3 separate regions of the Zea mays genome follow, and all the other regions are linked to region 1. Evidence: chromatin contacts called from public Hi-C data. All regions are on one chromosome and are shown on one strand. The core of a region is the stretch at or near the end of the contact, and the rest is flanking DNA. Distances in the headings are between cores, read along the strand shown. Region 1 holds the start of LOC100191264. Region 2 holds the start of LOC100282420 (golgi SNARE 12 protein). Region 3 has its middle 19 kb from the start of LOC103647424.

Region 1 (2,629 bases), core at 93-2,592:
ATTAAGTGGAAATTTCTTTCTGGAACGAATGAATATTCCTCTCCAACCTACCAATTATATGTGCCATCATTTTCTATTAAGACACGCCATTTCCATACAAAATGCGAAGTGCAAGCATGTTCCTGTATCCTTTTTGTTGGTCTACAATTCTACTTGTACTCATCTCTCCACTTTCCAACACATACCCGAGGACTTGTTCCATGAATCGAAGGAAAATACACACAAAGTAGTGGACAAAGATACACAACTTTGGTTAGCCAAACAAACCTGTACCCACAATAGCACTTCACACATCCTAGGTCACGAACGGCCCCCTGAGAGCAACCCATGAGGCCACGAGGACGACAGTCGGTGGCAGCGAGGTAAACCAATAAGGACAAAGGAAGATGGATTTGGGGAAAATGTAGGCGAAGGGCTCCAAAAGCGCGAGATGGGGATGCAGAGGAGGAGGGAGGAGGTAATAAAGTGTAGGAACATACAGCCGCTCTGTCCGTAGAGATGAGATTCGCGATGACGTCCATGTCCCGGCCCCAGCTACGTCATGCGATCGCTGTGGAGACGTGCGCCCGCACGCTCGGCGAGCACAAGGCTTGGCAAGCTCACTCGTGACGTCCTCAAATCCTCTTCAGTCTTCACCAGCAACTGCACGCGGGGCCGCTCAGAAGCTGGGGCCACCCAGCAGCGGTAGATCCGTATCCACGGGAGAAAGCGAGGCTGGTTGGAGCGCATGATGATGCCGGTCGTTGAACCCGACGTCGTCATGAGTGGAGGGGAGGGCCGCGTGGAAGATGGGACCAGCCCAGTGCCCCAGTAGAGGTAGATTTATGTCCACAGGAGGAAGCGCGGCTGGGTGGAGCGCAGGCTACTGCCGGTCGTCGAACGCACCGTCGCTGTCAGTTGACGATGGTCGTGGCAGGCGCCAATGCCGCCGACAGCTAGCAAACGCCTCCGCCGCCGCCGCGAAGCAACGCCCCAATCCATATCCCGTGGCAACTGGATGTGGGGCCACGACGAGGCCTAGGCCAAGATAGAAGTGCCTCCCCGCTAAAGGAGCCCGATGGCGTCATATTCCTCCCGACGATGTACTACACTTTCGGCAGAGGTGGCAAGCGAGGCGAGAGTGAAGAGAAGTCGGCCACGGAGGTCGCCGTCGGGTGAACAGGTAGAGGGGTTGCTGGCGGAGCTCGACCGGGGGCGGGGGAAGCGGGGGAGAGGAGGACTGATTCTTGGAGACGCCACGACGAGGAAAGCTGGTGGAGCCGGCCTGGCACGGACGACGGCGAGGACGCAGGCTCGACGGCGAGATCGAGGAGGCAGGGACGCGATAGGAGAGGGAGGGCGTGGGAGGGAGGGAAGAGAACATTGGGAGGGACACAGAACTGCTCAGCGTTTGCAGCATCATTGGATGAAAGACTCGCGTCCGTGCCTCTGGAGCGGTGTCAACGTGTCGATCCGCGATGGGCGAATGTCCCGTGAAGTGCGGACGTCGCTTCAAATGGGGTCATGTTTTAATAACTCTGATAAGATATGTGAACCTAGGATCACGTTTTAGAGCATGTACAGTGCAGAGACACCAAAACGGTTCTCCAAGCACAAGAGACAACTAAGAGACTCTATTGTACAATGGAGTGTCTCTAAACGTAGTCTATTAATAAATACAGAATTAAATGTATTTGTATAGCATCAGATCGATAGAACAGACGACAAATTCGTACAGTGGGAAGTGAGGCGTCTGTTGTTACTTGGTTTACGAGCCAGAGGCGTCTCTTCACGGAGAGACGTCTCTAAGATTTTTTTGCAAATAACCCCCTAAAACACATTAAGAGCCCCCACATTAAACACCACTGTACATGCCCTTAGGTCGGAAAAGGGCGCGTCACGCGTCGTCTCTGCTACTGTCATCGAACGCCACAATGACAGAAACCAGAATGACGGGGAATCAGAACGGCCATGAACCAACAAGCATATCTGCGGTGTGTAGACACTGTTGCGGGCCTAAGCCGAAGTAGTATATAGCACGCCAGCATGAACCAGACCACGGTGACCTCAATAACTCGCTATTAGCCTGCAGTTTCAGTCCTGACTACAAATTCAAATCAGAAAAAAAAAACATTCTGACTACAAATGGGACCTAGCTTACGCTGATGGGCTTACATGGAGAAAAGGGCCCATGATCCTGCCCCAGCTTCATACAGACACTGTGGTCCATTTCTTGCCTAAGATTGAATCCCGCATAATGGTCGTGAGTCACGTTGGGCCCAGACACAAGGCCGTGAGCAGTTCGATTATTTTTTCTAAAAAAAAAATAAATGTGACAGAACACACTATAATATAATGCTGAGTATTATATGAAATCATCACACGACTTTAATTTTATCTTATGTTCTTTGTTATAAAACTATGCCTTCCACTTACGACGTCGGCCGAGTTGGCTAAAGTCGGAAAGACACATCAAAAGGGAACTAGTACCTTATAATGACATGACAAAGTGAAGAGACAGACGGTCTTTGTTTATTTTGCCTCCAATGATGGCACAGCTGGAGGTGTGTGTGTGCTGCATGCAAATACATTCAATCTAGAATGTAAATAAAAAAGATTAATCTAGATGTTTTTTTGGCGTACCTCTAGC
Region 2 (2,629 bases), core at 59-2,558, 200 kb after region 1:
TGATCCGTGGTAACGTAGTTCTCAATAAAAACGAAGGGATGAACGTCCGGCTAGTTGTTGGAGATATCCACCAGTCACCACTCACCAGCTGCGGTTGTGGCAGAAGATGCCCAGATGTCGCCGCCCACCGTCCACACGTCGCCGGCCGCTTCGACTATTTACAGCCGTCGTCCGTAGGCTCCCTGCAGCGGCTTACCATGGTAGCGCTCGCGGGATAGCAGCGCGCTCACGCCCATCTCCAAGACCGCGGTCGGGTCCCCTGCCATGGCGTGCACAGCCTCGCGCATCTCTCCACGACCCTTGGAGATGGCGTGCTATTCGTGCCTGAAGAAGCGTGGTGCCTATCTGAATCGCTCAATAAATGAAGAGTGAAGCGTCTGTATCACGCTCTTGTTTGCAGCTGATGGCATTGGAGGCCAATACCTATAGAAAGTTGTTTGTTTAGAGTCTCTGTAGATTGCTCATGTGGAGCTTGTGTAGATTGCATTGGAGGCGTGAGTTCTGTTGGCTCATGTGAAGCCTGTAACCCTGAGATATGAAAGGAGGAATAAAGTACAGCTTGTTCATTTTGATTTTGATCAGAAATTGATTTTGTAACCAATATTGTTTGCACATTCAAGCAAATGCATTTGTACAGCTTGTTTGCAAATAAGAATAACAAAAACACTCAGAGCTTGTTTGCACATAAAAATACAGAGCCAACAGAGCCAAATTTCAGCTAACATCCAGTACTACTATTCAGTGTGCTTGTTTGCTTCTCCAAAAAAAAAACAGCAGCAAAAGGATCTTGGCTATGTGATCCTGAACTAGGAGGAAGAAAAGGAATCCAATGTCAGCTTGGCTATGTGAGCCTGAACCTGTCCTGGAGCATACAAACTGTTTTGAGCGGCAAATTCCATTTGATCCCAAACACACTACGTACATGACAACATCAAATTCCCTGCGTTTGTTGAGCGATTACAAACACCGTAGTAATCCTAGCCAACCGTCACGGCGACGGTGCGCGGCGGTCGGCGTGGGCGGCAGTTGATTGCCGTGTGCTGCAGTCGGTTGGCAGGGGTCGGTCGGCGAGGGCGCGGGTCGCCGGAGTGAGCGGCGATCGGATGGACCGTCCGCGTGGACGAATTCTGCAACATTGCAAGCGAGCGTGACGAGCTGAGCGTGGGGTTCTTTGAAAAAAGACCACCGTTGGTTGCCGGATGTGTGGACTTGATGCGCGTTGTGCATTTGTGCACGGGCGGTCGTTTGTGGACCCGATACGAGCCCTCGCCAAACACATCGGCGCATCAGGTTCGGCCACCACCAACCACCCGTTCCGCGCCCGTCCTCGACCCTCCCACCTATTCGCTCGCTCGCTCGCCGTCCGCGCCCGCGCGGGCCGCGAGATCTAGGCCAGTCGCCGCGGCCGTGGCCGCGGGCTGACGGGATCTCTGTCCTCCCGACACGACGAACCTCTAGGAAGGCGCCTAAGACGAGGAGGAAGCGGGGGCTATGGAGGCGTCTTCCTGGGACGCCGTTCGCAAGCAGGTGACCCGGCCCTCGGACCACACGCGCTTTTCTTTCCATCCGCAGTTCCATGGATCCTCTCGGTCCCGCTCTCGCCGTCTCGCGGCTGCGTAGCCCCGTATGGGCCACCCTAGTCTCTACTTGGGATCTGGCTCCCGTCAACTCCGCGATGGAGTGGGGATACAGGTGCGCAGAAGTGAGGAGGGACGATTTTAGAGGAGGCTGCTCTGTTGGTCGTCGAATTCCGTAGGGTACTCGTGTCGGGAGTAAATGCTGTGCCGAGAAAAGCTGAATTGGATTCGTTTCGATGATCCGTTAGTCTAGTTGTTCGCTTGTAACGTCATTTAGCATTTCTCCTAGTGAAGGGGCAACCTGTAGCAACGATGCACTGATTGCAGAATGCTATACTGTCTAGATTTCGTTTCCTGCTTCTCTAAACGAACCTTTCATTGACTTTCTCTGTCTTCCTAACGAAGCCATGTATGTTTACTGGTAATATGATTATAGTGGTTTAAGACTGCCAATGCTCGGAAACATGGCATACTGTATTAGCTAACTTTACGTCTTTGTGGTTTCATGATGCTGTAGGATACTCCTGTTTTTCTTGTCTTGTCTGATTAATGGTGTCTAAGGTTTAGCGTGTTTTGAATGGTTTATTGCCTCCCCTTTCAGGCAAGGAGGTTGGAAGCTCAGTTAGATGACCAAATGATTGCATACCGTAAATTGGTTTCTATGAAATCAGACGGTTCAGAGGACAACATTGAGTCTGATATAGAAAGATCACTGAAGCAGTTACAGCAAGTGAATTCGCAAATGCAAACTTGGGTATCATCAGGAGGTTCTGAAGTTCTTTCTCATACTCTGACTCGTCATATGGAGATTTTGCAAGACCTTACTCAGGTTCTGGTTGCCTCTTAGACTACTAAGTTCCATTCATCATAACTACTTTGAATGTACTGCTAAGAAAGCACCGTATATAACATGACTGTACTCCCATTTTGACACCATGATTTGTTTCATCAAATATAGGAATTCTATCGGCTTCGATCAAGTCTCAGGGCAAAACAACAGCATACTTCTCTCCTTGACTTGAGAGATTTTGACAGAGCAAAGTTTGATGTTG
Region 3 (2,629 bases), core at 43-2,542, 130 kb before region 1:
CAATTTGTTGGAGCAGTTTTATGGTGAAACTGAAACACCGAAGCTGAATTTTTTTAAAGTGAATCCCTCCCAATAAGCCCTTAATATGATGCTTTATCCAATAGAAACACGACTCGTGTTTGTACTACTCCGACTGAGAGCGAGCGCCTCGTGAGACACCCGCCTTGCTCTCTCTTTCATTTATCTCTGCTCCACGTAGACATCCGCTCGCTTATAGCTCGTTATTAAACTTGCTCTTATGGCTCAATAGTTGAGTGTCAATCTTTAATGGAACTCTCATGTCTCCTATTAAGAGCACTTGCAACATGGTACCACCAACTCTCCCTCCCTAGAAAATGGGCTAAATGCCCTGATCTTAAATAGGTACTCTCTCTATCCTAAATTAAAATTTGTTTTAGCCCTTTTAATAGATTCATGAGCTAAAATATACATAAAAATCAAGAGCTAAAATAAATACTAATTTGAGACGGAGGGAGTATATTCTCGTAATATGCTTATTCTATGTTATAGCTATTATTATCTCTTTTATAATAAAATCAGTTAGGTTCCGTTTGTTTCCTTTCATTTTGAGGAATTAGAATCTTACTAATAGAATAGGTTATTTTTTTAGAATGTGACATTCCACCACTTTCCAAAGTTATCATATAAGCCTATCTCAAATTTATGGGGTGAGAGAGGGAAATTGATTCTATAGATTTACAAGCTATTTTTCCGATGTACAACTTATAGCACACTCTTCTAATTGCTTCGCTATAACATAAATGCAGTATATAACTATCTCTCTCATATGATTTAGGATAATATACAAATATATATTATCTAAATTATAATTATTAAAATGGAATTTAATTCCAACGAAACAAACGGGCCCTTAGATTTAAGATAATTTGACTTGCATGGATCATAGGAAAGTGCCATGACGCATCTCACTTATCCATGAGAATTGAGATGATTCGAGCGTTCAGTCCACACACTTCCGTGCAGCTTCACTTTGAAGTAACTATCTATGTCTACTTTATTCGTAGAAGGCTAATTAATCTTTTTTTTCTAGATTATACAATACACTTATACACATAAGGCACGTATACTATAGACGTCTCGTTATCAATGAAAACGATGCCCACTACTGGAATCAAAGAGCTATCTAGCGTTATGGGCTCACGACCATGCTCGGCCTTATGTAGCGAAGTCAGATCGTGACCATTTCGCTATTGTTGCAAACCGCCAAGCCGCAATATCGATGGGCCGTGGACAGGTGTTTCGATAGGGCTCTCGCTGTCCATCAGGCATCGTAGGCCCAGCGCCACATGACCGACTGCGACTTCAGTCTACTCGCCATCCTATTTGTCGCTTAAGGGCGTCCCCGAGCGAGCGAGAAGCATCTCCGAGCATTGTGACATGGAGTAGAGAGAATATTAAGTTATATACATCAACAACTTCTATCCAAAAGATTAAACTGATAGAAAGAGACGGACAATTCATTTATATTATATTTTAATATTTCTCATGTCGAGCCTCTTTTGGGTCTCTAACGTGAAATATAGGAGCGAGCAATAATTATTTTATTTTAATCGTGCTAACTAGGATTTAAACTCAAGACCTCTAGATATGATACCATATTAAGTTGTATGTATCAACCAATTCAACACAAAGGCTTAAGCTGATGGGAGAAGATGAACAATTCACTTATATTATATTCCAACACTCCCTCCAGTCACAATGGGGACACCGCAAACGATAAGACTGGAGTAGAAGCCAACGGTAGGAGTCGAAGGGCTGAAATCTCCTCGCAGACACAGCTTGTGAGGGTGCGAATGTTACGGCTGGAGCAGAGACCGATGTGGACTTTAAGAAGACAATAGTCCATGGATGCTGAGGTAGCCGAAGTCGAGATGGTCGTGATTGGGAGACACGCAACAGTAGGTTGTTCTTTGGGAGGGGTCGACGTTCGAGCGTCAACGGTCGACGGGGAGACATAACAAAAGAGCACTAGTAGGTTGAGGACCTTCTTGCTTCTTGGTTTGTCCGGTCGTCGAGGAGCCCCGCCAGGGAGGCCGAGGGCAGCGCGCGCGTCTACGCCGGTCAGGGTGGTCGCACTCGTGGTAAAGTAGAAGGGGAACGACGGATCCGGTCGGGAAGGCCACGGCTGCGACGGATCCAGCCATGAAGACGGCGATACAGTCAAGGGACGGTAGATCTAGCCAGGAAGGCCACAACAACGGTGGATCTGACCGGGAAGGCCACGGTAGCGACAGATCCAGTTGCGGTGGCGATGAAGAAGGGGTGGGACAACGGGGCGGGTCCAGCCGGACAGGGCCTGCGCTGCGCCGGACCTGGTAGGGAGGGCTTTGACGTCGGTGACGGGAAAAGCTCAAAAAGTTGTGGGGGCATGTGGTGGGCCGCGCTAGCGAGCAGGGGGGTTGGACAGAGACCCACACCCGCTCCTAGATGGGGGAAGGCAGACACACGTATGGAGAGGAGTGGCACGAGCAGATGCCTGGGAAGGAGAGGGAGCCGTGGCCGGGGGGCGCCTGTCGCGGTAGCGTCGAGGCCACCCATGCCAACTGTGGTGGCAGCGAGGTCGCACTCACCCGCTGCAGCTGCAGCAGGGCCGAGGAGCATGCCCGAC

The links. A called contact is a pair of places that touch in the nucleus more often than the background predicts.
Region 2: a Hi-C map of tassel shows a contact between it and region 1, with 2.4 times the contacts expected there. The contact joins the promoter of LOC100282420 here to the promoter of LOC100191264 in region 1. A contact is called at or near these places in 3 of 25 Hi-C or Micro-C datasets (bundle sheath, ear and tassel).
Region 3: a Hi-C map of ear shows a contact between it and region 1, with 2.0 times the contacts expected there. The contact joins the enhancer-like site here to the promoter of LOC100191264 in region 1. A contact is called at or near these places in 8 of 25 Hi-C or Micro-C datasets (bundle sheath, ear, leaf and 3 more).

What each region holds. Positions count from the first base shown.
Region 1 is chr2:185,517,324-185,519,952 of Zm-B73-REFERENCE-NAM-5.0, forward strand. LOC100191264 reads right to left here and starts at 1,343. Exons shown (of 1, transcript NM_001136698.1): 1 at 59-1,343. The coding sequence starts at 521. The coding sequence ends at 150.
Region 2 is chr2:185,718,340-185,720,968 of Zm-B73-REFERENCE-NAM-5.0, forward strand. LOC100282420 (golgi SNARE 12 protein) reads left to right here and starts at 1,309. Exons shown (of 5, transcript NM_001155331.1): 1 at 1,309-1,527; 2 at 2,179-2,406; 3 at 2,536-2,629. The coding sequence starts at 1,492.
Region 3 is chr2:185,385,674-185,388,302 of Zm-B73-REFERENCE-NAM-5.0, forward strand. No RefSeq gene overlaps it. Among protein-coding and RNA genes, the nearest start is that of LOC103647424, 19 kb to the left of the region's middle. Within about 2 kb of position 1,293, at least 16 of the 20 cell types and tissues checked have an H3K27ac peak or open chromatin away from gene starts, as enhancers often do. A contact at or near this core is called in bundle sheath, ear, leaf and 2 more, where this site is marked.